3 separate regions of the Mus musculus genome follow, and regions 1 and 3 are each linked to region 2. The links are chromatin contacts, called in public Hi-C and promoter capture Hi-C maps. All regions are on one chromosome and are shown on one strand. Each heading gives the region's core, a stretch centred on a gene start, on an enhancer-like site or on the middle of the called end of the contact. The rest is flanking DNA. Distances are from core to core; before and after follow the strand shown. Region 1 holds the start of Rbm46 (RNA binding motif protein 46). Region 2 has its middle 48 kb from the start of Map9. Region 3 has its middle 76 kb from the start of Rbm46.

Region 1 (3,193 bases), core at 350-2,849, 470 kb before region 2:
GGGTTGGTTCTTAAATGCTGAACCTTTTCTCCTGGTCCCTTCCACTGTTTAACCATTTCTTTCCATTCCCACAGACAGCATAATTTCCCTTTGAGCTGCTGATAGATTTTCTCCTGTTTTCGCCATCAGCAAAGGCTTATCCCAATTCTGGCTTCTTTTCAGACAAAAGAACACCTGCATTTCACATCTTTCTTCATTTGGGTCATCTTTCCCCATAAAGCATCTAAAAATTTCTATTTTGCAGTCTATTCTTAAAGAATTCTCGTAGCATAAAGGTTTCAGATGCCCTCTTCTTGGAAACTTAAGAAATAAAGGCTATTCCTTTATGTTTTGGTTGCAGAAGGCATAAATCTTTTATAGCAGTCAATGAAAAATACATCTGCTAATAAAATTTGCTCAGTTTCTTTAAGACTTTGAGGGAGAGGATGTACCCTGTAACTTGAGTCTTTAACATTGTCTTTCTAAAGCAAGTTTCTAAGGCCTCACTCTAATGACCTTTATGAAACTCTTGTTCACTTGGTTTCCTTTATACTGGGGATGGGGTGTGAAAAGAGAACACACTGGAAATGTTAAGTAGTCCTCCAGGCTACCTCCAAGACCTCATTCACACCTCACAATAAAATATCGCCACCTACTGGCTTCTACAGGCTCCTACAACGACGCTTAAAATCAGCTAGTCTGTAAAATCAAGTCTGTAAAATTCAGACATGAAAATGAATGTGAAGAACCTTTCTTTCCTGGACAAAACAAAACAAACGAACAATGTTTAACAAACCTTCCTCTTGTAGTTTTTGAGGTTAAAAAAATCTTTAAAAACAAAGCCAAACTAGTGTATTAGATGTGGCTCAGGCTTTCAACTTGTTTGGAAAATACTGTGCAGAGCAGAGTTTAGGAATAACTGCTTTCCGAGTTACCAACGCCTCCCAGGTATTGTGCATAGCGTTCTCCTTGGGGGGCACCTTTTGGGATAGTAACATATCACAAGCCGCTTGATGCACACGTTGTGTAAACGCCCACAGCTCTCTTGAGTCGGTTTCCCTGTCTGTAAAACATGCTATAACTTAGTTTTAAAAACCCTGTGAGAACGGACGAAGATGCCCTGGAACTGCTTTTGGCACGTAGAAACATAAAAGGGCTAAAACTCTGTTAACGTTATTTACGATCCCAGTCTCATCATATCTGTTTTAAGGGGAATCAGAAATTAAGGGGCCACCCCTCCCATCCTCATTTACAAAAGTCCCCATGACTGTTTTGCACCCAACAAGGCGTTCAATCAAGATTTGCAAACTTCATCCAGCCAGACAAAGAACTTTCTCAACCTACCTACATCTCCCTTAAGGGAAGCACTGCAAGTTCACTTTGTAACTTTTGTTTAGTAACGCCTTCAAGTCTTCCACGCGCCAAACTTCACTCGCCCAGACTGGCTTTTCTCCTCCTGATTGGCCAGCGAGCGTGCCACTCCAAGTCCCTTTCGCCTGTCGCAAGTGCCTCCTCCGGCCTCAAGCCTCAGTCCCGCCTCCTCGCCCCCACCGGCGGCCGCTGATTGGTCGAGGTGGGGCCACTCCACGTGAGGCACGCTAGGCTGAGGCGAAGAGCCCGTGGCCCCGAGGCGCGAGGACAGCACGAGCGCCACTGGCCACGCCCTGCCCCGTCCGGCCCCGCGGCGACTCCTCTGACCACCGCTTCCGCCCGCAGCGCCGATCCGAAGCTCTGGCGGCGGTTTGTGCTCGTTGGTCCAGGGATTTTTAGGTCTGGCCTCTGAAGACCCGACGGGGTGAGGCGGGAATGGGAGCTGCGGGGGTGACCGGCAAACCGCTGCCAACGGCCGCAGTCGGGGGTGCCCTCGTGCGGGGTCCGGGGCGCCACCGTCGGGCGGTGTCCGCGGGCTGGCCTGCGCGGCCGCCCCGTCGACAGCGGCTCCGGGGTCTCGGGCTCCCTGCGCGGCCGCCCCGTCGACAGCGGCTCTCGGGTCTCGGGCTCCCTGCGCGGCTGCCCAGTCGGCAGAAGCTCCGGGACCTCGGGGTCCTGGCCGCTGCTTCCCGACCTCGCTGGCCTCCCGTCGCCGTTGTGTCCGCTCGCCGCGCCGCCCAGAGTTCCTAGCGGGGGCCGGGCCTCGAACTTTCCGCCGCCCCGACTGGGAAGCGGCCGGGCTGCCTAGGGGATCTGCGTGAGTGGTTGTCGGGAGCCAACTGCCCGACGGGCCGGATAACACTCTTAGTGCAGCCTGGGGTGAGGGAGGACCACGGAGCCGGTCCAGGGGCCCGGTGGATGCTGGTGGACTGGCTTCCTGGTGAATTTATGAGAAGGGGACCCCAGGGGACTCAGAAAAAGCACCTCATTTAGCCTTCTAGAATTAGGTTAAAACCAGGAAGCACTATAGGTAGCATCAAGGTGGTAACAGCCCATCATTTATGAATATGCATGTGGAAATAGGCTAATTTAAATAACTAGCAGTTTTCATTTCAAGGGATTAGGGCAATGAGATGCTTCAGAAACTTCCTTTGTAGTCATAAGAATCAACCTTAGCGCTGTGATAGGTAGATTTGTTTTTAAGTATACCTGTTTAAAATATTGTCTCAATCACTAACTGTGCCACTGAGGACATTCGGATCTTGTTAGCACTGTATTTGCCAAATAACCAACTAATGCCTTATTTCCTGCGTGTGGCCATGTTTTAAGTGCTAATTTTCATATAAGAGTCTTGGACTTTAAAATATTAATGCCAAAATTATAAAACAGCTCATGTAAGGTGCAAACATCCTTATAAAGTAAGAAATATTAAAACCAAGAATATATATTCAACTGTGTATGGGTGAAGTTACGCTTTAAGCGTTCAGTGGTATTGTTTTCATTGGTGGAAAACTTAAGAGGTACCAGAAGTTAAGAAAGGATTGCAAATAAGTAATTTGTGTAAATTAAAAATTTTTAATGCTGTTAACTTTAATATCTGTTGGTTGGTAAGGTAAAAAGATAAGGGGAAATGTGATTTCTGTGTTCAAATTAATAAGACTTCAAATGACACTACAGATGACAGTGTCTTTAGTCAGGAAAGCATTTATAGGTATCTCTCATAAACTGAAAGAGCACATCGCTTTTGGGTTTAGTATTTAACATTTGTTTGCAGTGATTTGAAACAATTTTCCCTGTGTGAGTGCAGCGGCTTGCGTGAGAGTTGGAGCAACTTTCAGGAGTT
Region 2 (3,294 bases), core at 145-2,644:
ACTCTTATTCGAGTTCCTAAAATTTGCATGTCCATATTTCCAAAAGTTTGGGTTTTCTTTATTGACTCTACTTCTACTTTCAGGTTTTGAACTGTTCTGTTCATTTCCTTCGACTGTGTTTGCTTAGAAGGACTTATTCATTTCCTCTTTAAGGACCTCAGCCACATTCATAAAGGGCTGTTTTAACATATTTGTCTTGTTATTCAGTTAGGTTGCAGCTCTCAGGGCCTGCTGCGGGAAGATTGTGTCCTCTAGTGGAGACTTAATATCCTGACTGTTAATAGTTGAGTTCTTATGCTGGTGTCTCAGTGTCTGGCCTTGGGAAGATGGTAATTCTAGGTGCTAATATATAGTCTTGACTTTCTTGGGTAGGTGGGGTTTTTATTCTTGATTTTTATTGCCCTCTCTGGTTCTTAAAAGGCTGTGGTGGCTATGTGTTACCTGGCAGGTAATTCCTCTGGGATCCTGACAAGTGTGTCTGCTGGGGCTTCTGGTTAAAACATGTTTCTAAAATACCTTTAAGCATCTCACTTTGCCTTTTCTCATCTAATCCTTCTTGTAAGTAATGTTGACGTCCTTTTTAATTGGGTCTGGATTCATATGTTCTGAGCATGTCAGATCCAGCTAAGTCTCCTTTTTCTTCTCTCTATTTGAAAGTGTATTTTAATGCACTGCCTCACCCCCTTTTCTTTTCTTACAGAAAAAAAATCAAAGGAAATAAAAATGTAATGAGATAGAAAAATAAAACCATGTTTCTAAATATTCAAGTTAACATTGAGAAATAAGAATGGGCAGGGAGGTGCCGTTCTGGGTTGGGGGAGGTCCACAGGTGAGATAAAAAGCAGGATTTCCATCATGATCTGCTCAGTTTCCTAGAAATGGGAACAGAGAGTGAGGAGAGGCCATAGCAGGGGGCTACCCCAAAGCTGGGGGTGATGGTTAGGGGCTAGATTTGAAGGAGAGGGGAAGCTCTGCAGTACAAAAACAAATTTGTTTAGAAATATAAAATTGTATTCTGATGACAAGGGGAGACATCTGGGCCCAAGCAATAATTCAGGAGAAAAATCTCCCACAGTCACATTGACATACGCAGACAGAGCACTCTCTGTGCCATCTGATTTCTTGCCACTGCAGAGTCTACATAATCTGCTGAGATGCTTTCATTTCCCTAGGAGCAGTATACTTGGAGGTTAGAACCTTTAGCACTAAAGCAGCTTGCTATAACAAGGTGCATCTGTCAACAGTGAGATCCTTACCCAAGACTGTGTGGCTCTCTATAGTAATAGGCAATTTTCCTTTCAGAGAGAAAATGTAAACTGTCAGATGGCAGAAGTGCTGTGGAGATGGCAGAGAAGTGCAGAGATGCTGGGCTCGGCAAGCAGTTCACAGATGCCAGTCTCCGTGGGTGGTGAGATAACGTGCCAGAAAAACTCATACACATATGTACTACTTTACAGCAGAAAAGGCAGCTCAGGGAATCAGGCTAAAATTCTGCCAGCTTTGCTATATTGGATAGTTTTTTCTAAATATGTTTCCAAAAATAAATTAGTCAGGATTGACTTAGATCATTCAAAATGGAAATAATAAGTATAAACAACCACTACCAGTTCTAAAATGGAGGGAAAAAAAGGTAGAAATAAGAAAAGTTTTCTCCATTGGATTGTCAGCCTATGACATAGTGAATATAAGCCACAATAAAATTAACAACAACAAACCATGAAGCAGAGTTTTAAACATGTGAGGTGAGATATGGAAGCAACGCAAAAGGACATGGAACTATAGAGTCAGAGATCCCAGTGAGCCAATACCAAAGCAGAACGCGACAGGAGGAGTCATCCTGAGAATAGAACAGGCACACTGCCTTCAACAGAGCGATGGATGGCCCACAGAGCATGAATGAGAAAGGCAGAGGATAATATGTAATAGGAAAGAATATAAAGCATCTCAGGAAAATATGGTATATATGGATGACGGACAAGAACATCTGTGTGCATCTCAGGAAAATATGGTATATATGGATGACGGACAAGAACATCTGTGTACCTCTGAGTTCTCTAGTTTAGCAAATGGAAGACGAAAAATCTAATATATGAATTAAGAAAACATTCCTTATTTATGTGCCTTAACATCTATGCTTTTTAACAATGTTGTCTGGCTCAGACAAATAGAACAATGGAATGAACATAAAGCCACGTGTATTATTGGGCTTGCATACTAGGAGACTTTTGTTTGTTTGTTTGTTTGTTTGTTTGTTTGGAAGGAAGGAAGGAAGGAAGGAAGGAAGGAAGGAAAAACAAAATCTAAAATGAACAAACCACCACCGATCAGGTTATCTTAGAATAATCCAACACAATTTAAGCTTACTTTGTGATAGTTCATGAGTCCAAGAACTAAGTATGATCATGATGCAGGCATGGTTGTCTTCTGTGAGGGATTTCTTCCTTGGTTGCAGAAAGCCACCCTCTTACTGTGTCCTCCTTCATAAGGGAAAAAGGGAGTCACCTTTAGTGTCTGCAGACATCAGTCCCATTCTGTGGCCCCACTCTTGTGACAGCTTCTAAGTTTGTGACATCTCAAATGGCCCAGCATTAAGTAACACCACTGGTTAAACCTGCAGCAGTCAGTCCGTAACAGTTAACCCTCTGGGATGGAAATTCCGTCAGACTCACACCTGCTTCTGAGCACACTCAGAGAAGGAAAATACTAAGTCTTGAATGCACCAAAAAAGTATGGAAAACCTTCCAAATTATTTATCTAGCATAATTTCATTCACATACAAATGTTATAACATTACAACCTTAGATCAGATTTCAGTATTGCAATTCTCAACTATTTTGTATTAAGCACTATAAGATAAAACAGCGCAACCTGAGTAGACCCAAGAGTGACTGGAGAAATCAAAGTAAAAGATCAGCAGTCACCCAGAGTTTGTTTAACTGTAGAACTGACTGACACTAAAACTAAGTGTGTTAGGAGTAAAAGTGTTTTTAGTGATCAGGTAGTTCTAATAGGAACTGCATAGGAGAGAGAGAAAAAATATATACAAGGAAGGTCTTCAGATAATGGACGGAAATTTTAATCATTGATAAAAAGTACTGTGAAAATCTACAATAATCACTGGAGCCTATAATAATCACAATAATAATAAAAATCTCTCATGGATAAAAAGGCCAGGGCCTGACGGATTCATCACAAAACTCCATCAGACCTTGGAAGAACTAAAACCAATACTAGTCACAATATTCTGTAAAATAGAAAAGGAAGGTACTTCTCTCGATTCTGTATGAAGTCAGT
Region 3 (3,089 bases), core at 450-2,949, 390 kb before region 2:
CGTGGTATTAATTTTTCAATTTCTTCCTTGAATGCAACCAACTTCACCCACTCACTTATAAGTCTAGACAAAGTCTTTCACTTCTTTTTCAGTGGTCAGAAAACTTTGGATTACTCATGTTCTCTTTCTGCTGTTCTGTGGAACATGTAGTTACTGTTTCAGGCTTGATTGCTTTAAGCACTCACAGTACAGGTTTGATTTTTAGATTACCAGATGTGCCCCTCTATTTATGTTGTTCCCCCTCATACTTTCTGCACATTGCGTTTAATTGAATTTGCCTAGGTAAAATGCACAGGGACTCATGACTTGTGAAATTGTTAAGTATGACGCTGTCTTTTGTGTGTGTGTGTGAGAGAGAGAGAATTGTTATGATCCATGCTAATTTTGAGAGTCTTGCTCAGGATAGAGAAATGTGCATCCTTGGGGTCTAGACTTTTAGGATGAGAAAATGCAGCTAGCAGATGGACAACTCATGTGTAGATGCTGTGGCAAAGTTGCTTCTTCCATCCAGAACCAATACCAGTCATGTTACCCAGGGAGAACCCCTTTAACTGGGGCCCCAGATAAAGGGGAAAAAGTCACATTGGATAGTTATTTTACTTGGTCCTTGGAGAGCAGTGATAGAGCCCACCAAAGGCCACCTCTAATGACAGAGCACTGCATCGAGTCCTGGTATGTCCACCGAGTAAACGAGTCTTTGAATGAGCAGCCCCTGCTCTGCAGTTGGGTGACCTGGGCTTGATCAGACCTATACTGTGCCTAGGACTCAGTGCCTGGATCTTATGGCCCTGAAGTGAGGGGCTTTGTGCTAGCAGCATGCCGCAATCCCACATTCCTTTCCTCTTTGTGAGTTTGTGTATAAGATGGTGTGGCACCAAATCCTATCCTTACTGGGAAAATGTAGCCAACTTCAATATAAACCACTGGAAAGGTGCTTAATCAATGATAACTTGGGCTGTAATGAAAACATTTGAAATAACACCAGTGACATAATTTATAAAAAAGTAAAACAATCAGTATAAAATATACAAATATACAATACAGATCATCAGATTGAGAGGCTAATGCAGAAAAGCTAGTGTCTTTTACATCTCCCTGCCGACATTCTGTGCTATTTAAATTTTTCTTTTTTATACATCTAGAAAGTTTGAGTCCTATGAAGATGTGAATGGCACTTATCTATAGTCAGCATGATGGAGTCTTTCCTAAAATTAGGATTAGTGTTGGTCCCAAAGATGATGTGATATTTATCACTTAATAAGTACTTAAGTTAAAGGGAGGAGCCAGTTACTCTCAGAATCAGTTCCCTGTAATTCACAACTGTATTAGAAATGCCATATCATCAGTCAAAACACCTCCCATGGTTCTGAAGAACATCACAATCCCACCACTCCTTCTAAGAACCTATGATCTCTTGAGGATGACAATGTACTTGAACTTTGACCACATTCTCTGGGACAGTGATAAATCAAGTGATAGCTGCCTTGGGTTGATAGTTTATTCCATGTTCTATGTTTTCCAGGCACAACCTGGAACTTTACAAGCATTTTGATGCGTTGTATTATCTTCATTTTTATGGACGAGGACACTGAGAGATAAAGTGACTAGCTCAAGATGTAGATTGGAACATACACCGGTGGTTGTCCCTGCCCTGTTCTGGTTTCCTAGTCATTTATATGTCAGTGAATTACACAACACACTTACATGTCATTGCAAGAGCAAATGGGGAAGGACTGGGTGGCTGACTACTGTCTTCATCCAGGACCATGCAGTAGAGATGGGAATGGGGAGGCACAAACCTGCTACAGGATATGATCCATTTCACAGCCTCACTCAGCTATTGGCTCCCAGTGACTCTTCAGATGAGACTAGATGCTAGTACTGTTTCTACAATACCCCACTTTCCATGAAAGTTGTGCCCAAAGGCTGAAGAGCAAAGACTATCTTTTGCTGGAAGATCATCTAAAGCCCTTTTTTCTTTCATCCTGCAGAAGCTTTGAAGTTAGCTGTGCTCACTGAGTGGCTTTCCTGGCACTGCTAGATTGCCTGTGACTACACTTGACCATCTGCTCCATGTGAGGTGCCCACTGATGACAAGCACAGCGAAGGGCCTGCTAGGACTTACATAATCCTCTGAAAAGAATGCTCTAGATTGAATTTGTAAATGAAGAGAAAACAACATTGTGCCACTGGAAATAGTAAACTTATTTTGAAATTCGAAACACACGATTAGGATATTTTAAAGATGTTTATTTCAGTATTTGCCACCTGATAAGTATTATTTTAAAAGGGTTTTTGAAAACAGGAAAATGCATCTAGTATAATTTCTAAATTATAAGGAATGTTAAAAGCCAGTGGCCTTTCAGTTCCCGCATCTTCCTCTTAGTTTGTAATGCTCTCTCAAATGGGGAACCTCTTAGTCCCCATGACCACAGTGCCCATCAGCTAATCTTGTTCTTAATGGCACACAGGAAAAAAATGTTTCACCATTAGAGACACAAAAGACACAAACCAAAGCTGGTTTCAAATGTTCTGTACTATTCCAGCTACACCTAATCAATGCATCCAGAGCTTAGTTTCTTGCCTTAGGAAGGGTAGGCAATACACTATGAATGTGGAAAGCTCTGTTGTATATGGCTTATGTACATTTTTAGATAATAACGTTTCCCTCTTCTTGTCACATCTAAATGGATCTTTTGTATTGCCTTGCTTTAAGAGGCATAAAGCCAAAGTTTTCTTCTTTGTCTTTTCTTTTGATTGGAATTGAAATATCTTCCTTGTACATCTGGCTGCCTTTCATCCCAGCCCCACTTGATGAAGTGCATTGCTTGGCTGGACAAAACCCAGCTCTCAGCTGTCATTCCCACAACTACTGTAAAGTGCCAACTGAAGGCTGTCGATAGAGTCCTTCTCCAAGAATTGCTGTTGGCTGAAGAAAGCACCCTGATCTCCAGCATTCACTCCCTCTGCTAGCTGTCACCATGGAATTAAAGGTCTGATTCCTTACATTTATCTGAAGTCCTCCCAGGCATCCTCCTAGCCCCAAAGTTCCCAGTGCATGAGCAATGGATTTGTCTGGTGCCTGGCAG

The links. Promoter capture Hi-C pulls out the DNA fragments that hold promoters and counts their contacts. Hi-C and Micro-C count contacts between places; a contact is called where the count stands out from the background.
Region 1: a contact with region 2 is called in a promoter capture Hi-C map of hippocampal neurons, with 9 times the contacts expected there. The contact joins the promoter of Rbm46 here to the enhancer-like site in region 2. A contact is called at or near these places in 5 of 39 promoter capture datasets (cranial neural crest, embryonic stem cells, hippocampal neurons and 2 more), 4 of 484 Hi-C or Micro-C datasets (embryonic fibroblasts, forebrain neurons and nephron progenitors), 3 of 115 datasets of contacts at active chromatin or transcription factors (embryonic basal ganglia, embryonic forebrain and forebrain) and 2 of 9 other capture datasets (liver and pancreatic islet).
Region 3: a Hi-C map of cerebellar granule neurons shows a contact between it and region 2, with 1.6 times the contacts expected there. The contact joins two enhancer-like sites. A contact is called at or near these places in 2 of 484 Hi-C or Micro-C datasets (the N1E-115 cell line and cerebellar granule neurons).

What each region holds. Positions count from the first base shown.
Region 1 is chr3:82,874,889-82,878,081 of GRCm38.p6, reverse strand. Rbm46 (RNA binding motif protein 46) reads left to right here and starts at 1,599. Exons shown (of 6, transcript NM_001277170.1): 1 at 1,599-1,774. Rbm46os (RNA binding motif protein 46, opposite strand) reads right to left here and starts at 1,377. Exons shown (of 4, transcript NR_040382.1): 1 at 1,324-1,377.
Region 2 is chr3:82,404,566-82,407,859 of GRCm38.p6, reverse strand. No RefSeq gene overlaps it. Among named protein-coding and RNA genes, the nearest start is that of Map9, 48 kb to the right of the region's middle. Within about 2 kb of position 1,394, at least 26 of the 459 cell types and tissues checked have an H3K27ac peak or open chromatin away from gene starts, as enhancers often do. A contact at or near this core is called in cerebellar granule neurons, embryonic basal ganglia and hippocampal neurons, where this site is marked.
Region 3 is chr3:82,799,256-82,802,344 of GRCm38.p6, reverse strand. No RefSeq gene overlaps it. Among named protein-coding and RNA genes, the nearest start is that of Rbm46, 76 kb to the left of the region's middle. Within about 2 kb of position 1,699, at least 15 of the 459 cell types and tissues checked have an H3K27ac peak or open chromatin away from gene starts, as enhancers often do. A contact at or near this core is called in cerebellar granule neurons, where this site is marked.